Linked DNA regions of Macaca fascicularis: region 1 is linked to region 2. A link is a contact called in public Hi-C data. All regions are on one chromosome and are shown on one strand. The core of a region is the stretch at or near the end of the contact, and the rest is flanking DNA. Distances in the headings are between cores, read along the strand shown.

Region 1 (4,573 bases), core at 1,051-3,550, 350 kb after region 2:
CTTTTTGAGATAGAGTCTTGCTCTGTTGCTCAGGCTGGAGTGTAGTGGCACAGTCTTGGTTCGCTGCAACCTCTGCCTCCTAGGTTCAAGTGATTCTCCTGCCTCAGCCTCCCGAGTAGCTGGGACTACTACTGTGCCACCATGCCCGGCTAATTTTTGTATTTTTAGTAGAGACGGGGTTTCACCGTGTTGGCTAGACTGGTCTCAAACTCCTGACCTGAAGTGATCCACCCACTTTGGCCTCCCAAAGTGCTGGAATTACAGGTGTGAGCCACCACACCTGGCCTTCTATATATATTTTAAATCCCAGAAGACATTATTATGATCTTTTAACATAGTTGGTATTCGTTTAGATTTACCGACACATTTATCCTTCTGTTGCTTTTAATTCTTTCCTACATTTTTATTCTTCCATCTGAGATCATTTTATTTTTTTCTTAAAGGGTATCTTTTAGTATTTCTTTTAGTAAGGATCTGCTGGTAATATAGTAACTTAGTTTTTGTTTATCTGAAAACATAGTTATCTTTAATTTTGATAGCTATTTCTTACTAGGTGTAGAACTATAGGTTGCCAGGGGTTTTTTCAACCCCTTTTTTTTTTTCTTTCTTCTTTTCTTTTTCTTTTCCATCTTATCTTTTTTTTTTTTAAGGAGTTTGTCCTAAGACTTTCATTAGCTCTGCTGAAAAGTCAACTGTCAGTCTTATTGTTGCTTTCAATTGAAGTGGAGCGCTTTATCTCTCTTTTAGGATGCCTTCAAGGTTTTTGTCTAGCTTTTATATTTGTACTTAGTAGGTAAGACAGTCTGCAATTATGTAGCCATTTTCCCAAGATAAATTTTACATATTAAATGGCTTTGGTTTTCCACAGATGATGTTAGAGACAGCAGGTAGAGGTAGAGGGAATGAAGGGAGATCAAATCGAGAGAGGTTAAGCTAGAGGAAGTAGCTTCACCTAAGGTGAGTAGACCCTAGACAATCGGCAGAATGCTGGGCCAAAGGAAAGACACAGGGGGCAGGATGGCATTTTCTGAAGATAAATGACCCCAGAAATTCAGACACTGTGATATCCAATATTCATTTTATGTCTCTATTGTGTTGTATTTCCCTTAAGTAAGTGAGTCCAGAGAGGATAATCAGCCTGTCCATCAAACAGCCAGTCAGAGGGACAGGCTGACATTCAAACTCATGCTAGTAGACTCTAGATCCCACACTTTTAGCCGCCGAACTATATTAAAGATCAGAGGCTTTTACACTTTTCTTATGACAAATCATAACAAGAAATACATTTTGAATCTATACACATACATTAGCAATCAAAACAAATCTTCCACTAATAAATGTTGCCCATATTACCCGTGATGCACCATGAGATTTCTACTGTGTTCTTTTCTATTCCATTCTGTTCCATTCCATTTCATTCGCTGGATCAACATAAGTGGGTTGGGCCCTGGCTTCAAATAAAAACCACTGCTAAAGACGGGAACTTACCTTAAAGGTTAAAAAAAGGACATGACTCTGATTAGCCAAGAAAAACTCAGAAAGCGAGAAGGAAGGGCTAAGAACCACAAAAAAACAAAAAACCAAAAAACGTCTTTTTGTCTTTCAGGAATTTTAATAATAAAACAGCTTTGGATCACCTATTTTAGATTCTTCTAGTAGACAGCCCCCAGTAGATTCTTTAACTTTTCAAATGGCATTGAAAAAGCAAGGAAGTTAATTGTACCTCTTTGGGAGGCCGTCTCAGTCCTATCTATCCATTGGAGGGCAGGGCAGCCACTCAATAAATGTCTGTTGCATGAGTCAAGCAGAGGGTCAGACCGGGGTGTCTCAGAGCCCTCCCTGCTCTTCTATTCTCTAGTAAGCCACTGAATGAAGAAGGCTGCCACATTTTTCTCTGGGTCAATATCAACAGCAAAACAATATCCCAGAACGGTCATTTCTGGGACAATAAACAGTTTTCCAGAGCTGCTATCTTAGGCCTCTCTGCCACAGAGGGATTAAAGAGAAATGCAACCCCCGCCCCCCCACCCAGAGTTTCCTGTCCTGTCTTGTGGTTGACTTAAAACATTTTCAACTCCCGCCTCCCCCTTTCTCACCATCTCTCTTCATGGTTAAAGAGGTTATAAATTTGCAAAGGAAATGATTAAGCAAATCCAGAGATCTTGGCCATGGGACCTGATTTTTCAAGGCCTTAGTTTTTGAAAGCTGAAGAAATCTGTCCGCTGAAGGATTTGCACATGAGTTTTTTAGTCTTAGGGCTGGGGCATAGTTTCCTGTTTTTGTATTCTCAAAACTGTTAAGCTACTTGTGAACAACTGGCCAGCAAAGATAGGGAGGGGGCAGGCGATGCGGAGAGAGTGTTACGAGCCCAGAGGGGAGGAGAAAGGCTGTTTCTCCTCAGTTCTCACAGAACCTCTATGAAAATAGAAAGATTGATTGATTTATTTTTTTAAAGACAGTGAAGTAGAGACAAGGGGTAGATTCTTGACATTGAAGTTGGAGGTGTGAGTGATAAAGAGGAGAAGGAAGTTTTAGCAGGAACTTGAAAAAGCTGATTGATAACTCAAAGAACAGTATGTCTCCATGAGCATGAACATTTATTAGACACTAATGTTGTGCTTTGCATGGAATACATCATTAAATGCCCACAGCAACTCAGTGAGGTGGATTCTGCTAGTGTCTCCACTTTTTGGATGTGAAAGTGAAGCTCGAAAAAATTAAGGAACTTGCTCAAAGCAATGTGGCTAGCAAGTAGCATCACTGGGATTCCAACCAAGGCCGTTTGGACCCAGAGCCTGTGTTCATAGCTACTGCTCTCTTCTGAAGATAAAGAGGAGACAAAGATGTCAGCATGACCGTAGCATACATGTTCATTTATTTAGAGCCAGGGAAGGGGGTGGGACCCGAATCAAGGTTGCCCCTTCCCCCTCCCCTCCCCTTTCCTTCCCTTCCCTTTTTCCTCCTCTTAAAGCCACCAACTGTGCTAGGTATTTGTCTGTTTACTCTTAGATCATTTTTCCAAGTTTCTCTTCAAACTGCATTTCCCAGGTTCCTTTACCAACTGGCTTCTGGTTAGGTTCAGCCAATGCGCAGCACTGACACATATTTTTCCTGCCTCCTCCCTCCAAACAACAATAAAGGTACTGCTTGCAGAAGCTTCCATCTGGTTCCAGCTACCCTCAAGCAGCCTCACCCCCATCCACATGGGGTTCTACTTCCCACAGGGTGCCCGGGTTCCCTGGCTCCAGTGCATCACCTCTTCCCTTTGGCTATCTGTCTCTAGAGGCAGTTCTGTTTGTAGCCTATTTCTATGTCTAATCTCTGGGTGTCTTTTCAATATGCTTGTCTTTTCAACTCTTCCAGCACCTTTAAAACTAGCGCCCATATTAATGTCCTTCTATTCAGCTCCTTGTCATGGGATAGATGTTCCCGAGAAAACCCTAAGACACAGATTTTTTTTTTTGTTTTTGAAACGAAGTCTCGCTCTTGTCCCCCAGGCTGTAGTGTGATAGCGCAGTCTCGGCTCACTGCAACCTCTGCCTCCCAGGTTCAAGCAATTCTCCTGCCTCAGCCCTCCAAGTAGCTGAGATTACAGGCGCCTGCCACCACGCCTGGCTAATTTTTTTTTTTTTTTTTGAGACGGAGTTTCGCTCTTGTTGCCCAGGCTGGAGTGCAATGGTGCCATCTCGGCTCACCGCAACCTCCCCTCCCCGGTTCAAGCGATTCTCCTGCCGCAGCCTCCCTAGTAGCTGGGATTACAGGCATGTGCTACCACGTCCGCCTAATTTTGTATTTTTAGTAGAGATGGGGTTTCTCCATGTTGGTCAGGCTGGTCTCAAACTCCTGACCTCAGGTGATCTGTCCACCTGGGCCTCCCGAAGTGCTGGGATTACAGGCATGAGCCACCGCGCCCGGCCACGCCCAGCTAACTTTTGTATTTTTAGTAGAGATAGGGTTTTACCATGTTGGCCAGGCTGGTCTAGAACTCCTGACTTCAGGTGATCCTTTTTTTTTTTTTTTTTTTTTTTGAGACTGAGTCTGGCTCTGTCGCCCAGGCTGGAGTGCAGTGGCCGGATCTCAGCTCACTGCAAGCTCCGCCTCCCGGGTTTACGCCATTCTCCTGCCTCAGCCTCCGCAGTAGCTGGGACTACAGGCGCCCGCCACCTCGCCCGGCTAGTGTTTTGTATTTTTTTTCAGTAGAGACGGGGTTTCACCGTGTTAGCCAGGATGGTCTCCATCTCCTGACCTTGTGATCCGCCCCTCTCGGCCTCCCAAAGTGCTGGGATTACAGGCTTGAGCCACCGCGCCCGGCCAGAAGTTTTTAACGTAAGACACAGACCCTAAGACAAAAACTTGGGTGCAAGTAGTTTATTTGGGAAGTGATCCCAGGAAGCACAAATGGTGGGGGGGAGGGGCGCGTGCTCATGAGTATGTTACTGCTGTGGGTGACGAGTGGCTTGGTCTTGCTGAGGACCCTTGAGAGAACATGAAGACGACCCCTCAACATTGTCCCACTGAGAGATGGGGCAGCTGAGATATTTACCTGCCCTCTCCCATCTTTCATTGATTGAGA
Region 2 (4,635 bases), core at 1,211-3,710:
CAGCTGCAGTCTCCGTTTGCTTCTCTTTGGGGTTAACTTCAAGGTTATGGGTGGTACTGCCGTCCGGAGGAGGAGTAACATCCGCCTTGGTTCTACAGATGAGGTTATTTGCCTGAGTTTCAACTGCTGATCTCTTTTTTAACAGGTCCAGGTAAGCAGGGGTAGGGATTTTATTCACTTTATCAGCACTGTCATCAGCTGCATTTTTATGGAAATCCTGAGTATCTTTGTGTGCTGGTGAGAGGACAGCGCTGCCCAGAACATTCTGAAAAACAGAAGGCATCTCCTTCAGCTGCTTTGCAGGTGGACTGCCTGTAACATCTTTGGCACCATCAAAAAATCTTTTCAAATTTTTGGTTTGCGCACTGTCCGCGGTGAATAGTGCATCTTCAGTGTCCTGATTTTTACCATCGCTCTTGGCTTCAGCAGCAGCGTCGGCTTGTTTCTCCTTGTGGTGTCTCTCCAAGTGATACCTCAGGGACGTCTTCTGGGCTGCAGCATAGTCACAAAATTCACATTTGTATGGTTTTTCACCTAAGGCAAGAAACGGCACTTTATTAGAGAAGTGTATGAAAAGCACTGAAATAGAGCAAAGGGCTATTTACTGAGAAAACAGGCTTCTTTCCTGCATTTGCTTTCTCTATCTGCTATCACCTAGTATTTTTTTTTTTTTTTTTTTTTTTTTTTGAGACGGAGTCTCGCTCTGTCGCCCAGGCTGGAGTGCAGTGGCCGGATCTCAGCTCACTGCAAGCTCCGCCTCCCGGGTTCACGCCATTCTCCTGCCTCAGCCTCCCGAGTAGCTGGGACTACAGGCGCCCGCCACCTCGCCCGGCTAGTTTTTTGTATTTTTTAGTAGAGACGGGGTTTCACCGTGTTAGCCAGGATAGTCTCGATCTCCTGACCTCGTGATCCACCCGTCTCGGCCTCCCAAAGTGCTGGGATTACAGGCTTGAGCCACCGCGCCCGGCCTCACCTAGTATTTCTCATCAGTTCTTTATCACCCTTACTGTAATGAATATGTGAAATTGTGAATACCTATCTTCAGTAGAAAAATTAACAGCAACACTTCTAACTCATTTAATCTTCCTAACAGCCCTAGGGAAATAGGTATTATTCCACTTTTACAGTGAAGAAAACTAAAAGCACAAAAAGGTTAAATAACTTGCCCAAGGGTGCACAGATAGTAAGTGGAAGAGATGAAATTTCAAATCTACGCAGCCTCCTACACCATGATGTCACAGCTCCTTTCACAATCTCAAGACTACTAAATAGATTCTCATTTCATTCTCAATCATAAAGACGTAAGATGCAGCATTTTAAAATATTGTAGTTTTAATAAGATGAGAGTCAGGATATAGCAGTCATAAACTAAACAAATGAACTTTGTCCAGGCACGGTGGCTCACGCCTGTAATCCCAGTGGGTGGATCACTTGAGGTCAGGAGTTCGAAACCAGCCTGGCCAGCATGGTGAAACCCCATCTCTACTAAAAATACAGAAATTAGCCGGGTGTGGTGCCAGGCGCCTGTAATCCCAGCTACTGGGGAGACTGAGGCAGAAGTATTGCTTGAACCAGGGAGGCGGAGGCTGCAGTGAGCCGAGATTGCACCACTGCACTCCAGCCTAGGTGACAGAGCAAGACTCCATCTCAAAAGACAAAAAACTTGACTGATTGCATCAGGCTCAAATTACAATGGCACTAAAAAAATAGTAATAACCGCTGTAATCAACACGCTACATATTTATCCTTAAGCTAGTCCAAGGATCTGGCAGAGTATCTGAACACCACCACCAAAAAATCAGAGAGATAACTACATCATTTTTAACTAAAGCATGGTTAAAAATATAAAAGTTCTTTACCTGTATGCGTTCTGAGATGAATATTGAGGTAATAATTTGAACGGAAAAACTTTCCACAATAACTACACTCTCTTGAAGATGTAAGATGCTTTATTTTTCCTCCATCATCATTTTTATCTTAAAGGAAAAACAGAAACATTTATATAAAAAGGTAGCTGAAGTACGGGAATAAGGCATGCTGACTTAAATGTTCTTGACAAACATTTTTGGAAAGCACGAAAAAATTCTTTAATATAATATCGGGTTAGAAAAGGCTAGACACACACCAAATGCTGTTTTGAGGTTGTCTGAAGTTTCAGAGTGTTGTAACGTGGTTTTGTTTTTTTTTTTCTGGGTACAGCAGAGTACACTATTAAAGATTCAGTTCTTTGTTTGCCTTAATCACAAAAAAGATCATTTAATAGACCGAACTGCCCGGACAGCTTCCGGTTCTCAGTATCTCTGTGAGCAGGCAGGATCTGGCAAACTGAAGGTGGACACACATACTGGGGGGAAAAATGATCTTCTTCAGAATCATTGAGAAAAATGAGCCAATTACAAACCACCAACCACCATGGGAAAAATAAGCCGTTTAAGGGTAAGATTAAACAAGTGACCACTAGAGGGCAGCAAGCACAACTTAATCTTCAACAGAAAAGAAAGTTTGGCATCGGGCAAGCACCTAGGAAAGTTTGTCAAAATTTAGCAAAGTTTTGGAAAGCAGGCTGTATTGTCCACAAACACTCATGTGGGCGAAACAGATCTGACGAATGAAAACCTGTGCCTAAATGACACAGTGTTTGGCTTCAGTCTTTGCAGGACAATAGGACAATGTGTCTCACGTGCATCAGTGAAGTCCACTCGAAGGAGGACAGAACTTCAGACACACACCGGCCCTCCAAAAGACTGAGAGGTGCCGCCGTTAAAATACCACCCCCAACACACATGAATGTTTAACTTTTAAATAAATGTCCCCTTACTGTAGATCATATGACTATCCACCTGTAAGACAGACACACCCTTGATCTATAGTCTAAAGAAAGACTTAAAAAAATTTACCTGATCTTCTTAAATCTTAAAAAAAGCCAGGTTGATAGTACAATATGATAAATCTAGACTACTAAGATAATATAAGTTTAGGAAAATCAATTCCCCAAAAACAGAATGGCCAGCTTTTTTTTCTTACAAGCATACCCAAACTAGCTGGGTTTATAACTGGGTGTTCTTGCAATTTCCGACTCCCAACTATGTGTCAGGATTTATGGTATGTTGCGTCATATCCAAAAAGCTATGAAATGCCTTTTCTTTAGAACAAAGGACGTGACATTTCCACATCTACCTGATTCCTGCTCTTTCAAGCATCACCTCTGACTTTACAGTTATATTTTTTAAAGGACTGTGATCTTTTTACAAATAGGCTGTTCAAATTGTCCTTGGGAGGTGGAAGACAAGGGTCAATGAACCATTTTGCAAACAGGGAAACAGTGGCAAAGAAAGGTTAAGCAACTCATAATTAGTCACAAAACAATGCAGTGGTAGAACGAGAACTCAGTGCCAAGCTGTGGTGCTTCCACCCACAGCCAGGCATTCGGTCCTGCCTGATGATCTAGCCCATGTTTTCCACACCACCCACCAGTAACCAGTCTTTTCATTTCTTTCAGGGCACTGGGGCATCTCACAAGGCCCCTTCAACAGTACCGGCACTAGCAGAAACCACTTCGCTAACTGGAGTCTGTGTTTAAAGCCTCTTTTTATGATGCCAGTAAGACATCAGATTTGTAGTATGCTAAGTGCTAGGTTTCCTGTGTCCCAGGAAACTCAAAAACATTCTAAAGATGTGATATACAGACTACAGTTCTCATGTCAATCACATGATCAGAAAAGGAACTGGCACTGCCTGAAGAGCAGGTGAAGGACGAGTCTGATCAACTGTGTGGGCAAATTCACCGTGGGTCTCATATACACAGTTCTCCAAAGAATTCACACACACAGCCAAGTTACACTGAGAGGAGGAGGAACTTGTTTGAACCGAGGACCACTTTAATAAAGGCTTCCCCAAGACCAATTCATGTTCTCATCATTCACTTGTCAATTATGGCCTGCCCATCAGGGGTCTTTTCCAACTGTTTTAAGCAGCAGGATCCTCTATTCAAACAAAATATTAAACTCTGATAGGAGAAGCTCTGGCTACAATGAGGATGGGCACAACTCCAAACACAGGTGGAATCCTCTGCCCTAGATAACGCCCACCAAGGTTCAGGAATATGTGAGCATGCCTTCAGTGATCGCCTTCTGTTTCTATAAATGCTGTTAGTACACTGAAAATTTTGCTGAGCAAATGAGCTTTCTTAAAAATGTCTTGGTGTGCCCACATTCCTTGTATTTTATGACAAATCATTTGGGTTCTTGAAGTACCTATTAATGGATACCAGCTTGCCAGACAGAATGGATAGGGTTTCGGACAGCACCAAATGGCTGCCCAAGTAATATTCCTGGCTCTAGTTGATCATCACTCCCAGTACCTCTTATGACCACTGGAAATTCACTACAGATAAGATCAGGAACACCAGAAAACCTTACGTGAAGGCTAGGGTCTCTCAATGATGAAACTATTGATACTTGGGACCAGATAATTCTTTGATGATGGGGCTGTCCTGTGCATTGTACCATACTGAGCAGTGTCCCTGGCCTCTGCCCACTGGGTGCCAGTAGGCACACAAGCACACGTGCATGCACACACCCCCACACACAGTATAACAACCAAAATGCCTCCAGACATTGCCAGATACTGACTGGG

The links. A called contact is a pair of places that touch in the nucleus more often than the background predicts.
Region 1: a contact with region 2 is called in a Hi-C map of liver, with 3 times the contacts expected there. The contact joins two enhancer-like sites. A contact is called at or near these places in 2 of 2 Hi-C or Micro-C datasets (liver and skeletal muscle).

The regions. Positions count from the first base shown.
Region 1 is chr10:110,002,426-110,006,998 of T2T-MFA8v1.1, forward strand. No RefSeq gene overlaps it. Among named protein-coding and RNA genes, the nearest start is that of BCAS1, 130 kb to the right of the region's middle. Within about 2 kb of position 2,301, at least 2 of the 6 cell types and tissues checked have an H3K27ac peak or open chromatin away from gene starts, as enhancers often do. A contact at or near this core is called in liver, where this site is marked.
Region 2 is chr10:109,649,386-109,654,020 of T2T-MFA8v1.1, forward strand. ZNF217 (zinc finger protein 217) reads right to left here. Exons shown (of 5, transcript XM_005569374.4): 3 at 1,860-1,976; 4 at 1-534. Among named protein-coding and RNA genes, the nearest start is that of ZNF217, 31 kb to the right of the region's middle. Within about 2 kb of position 2,461, at least 1 of the 6 cell types and tissues checked has an H3K27ac peak or open chromatin away from gene starts, as enhancers often do. A contact at or near this core is called in liver, where this site is marked.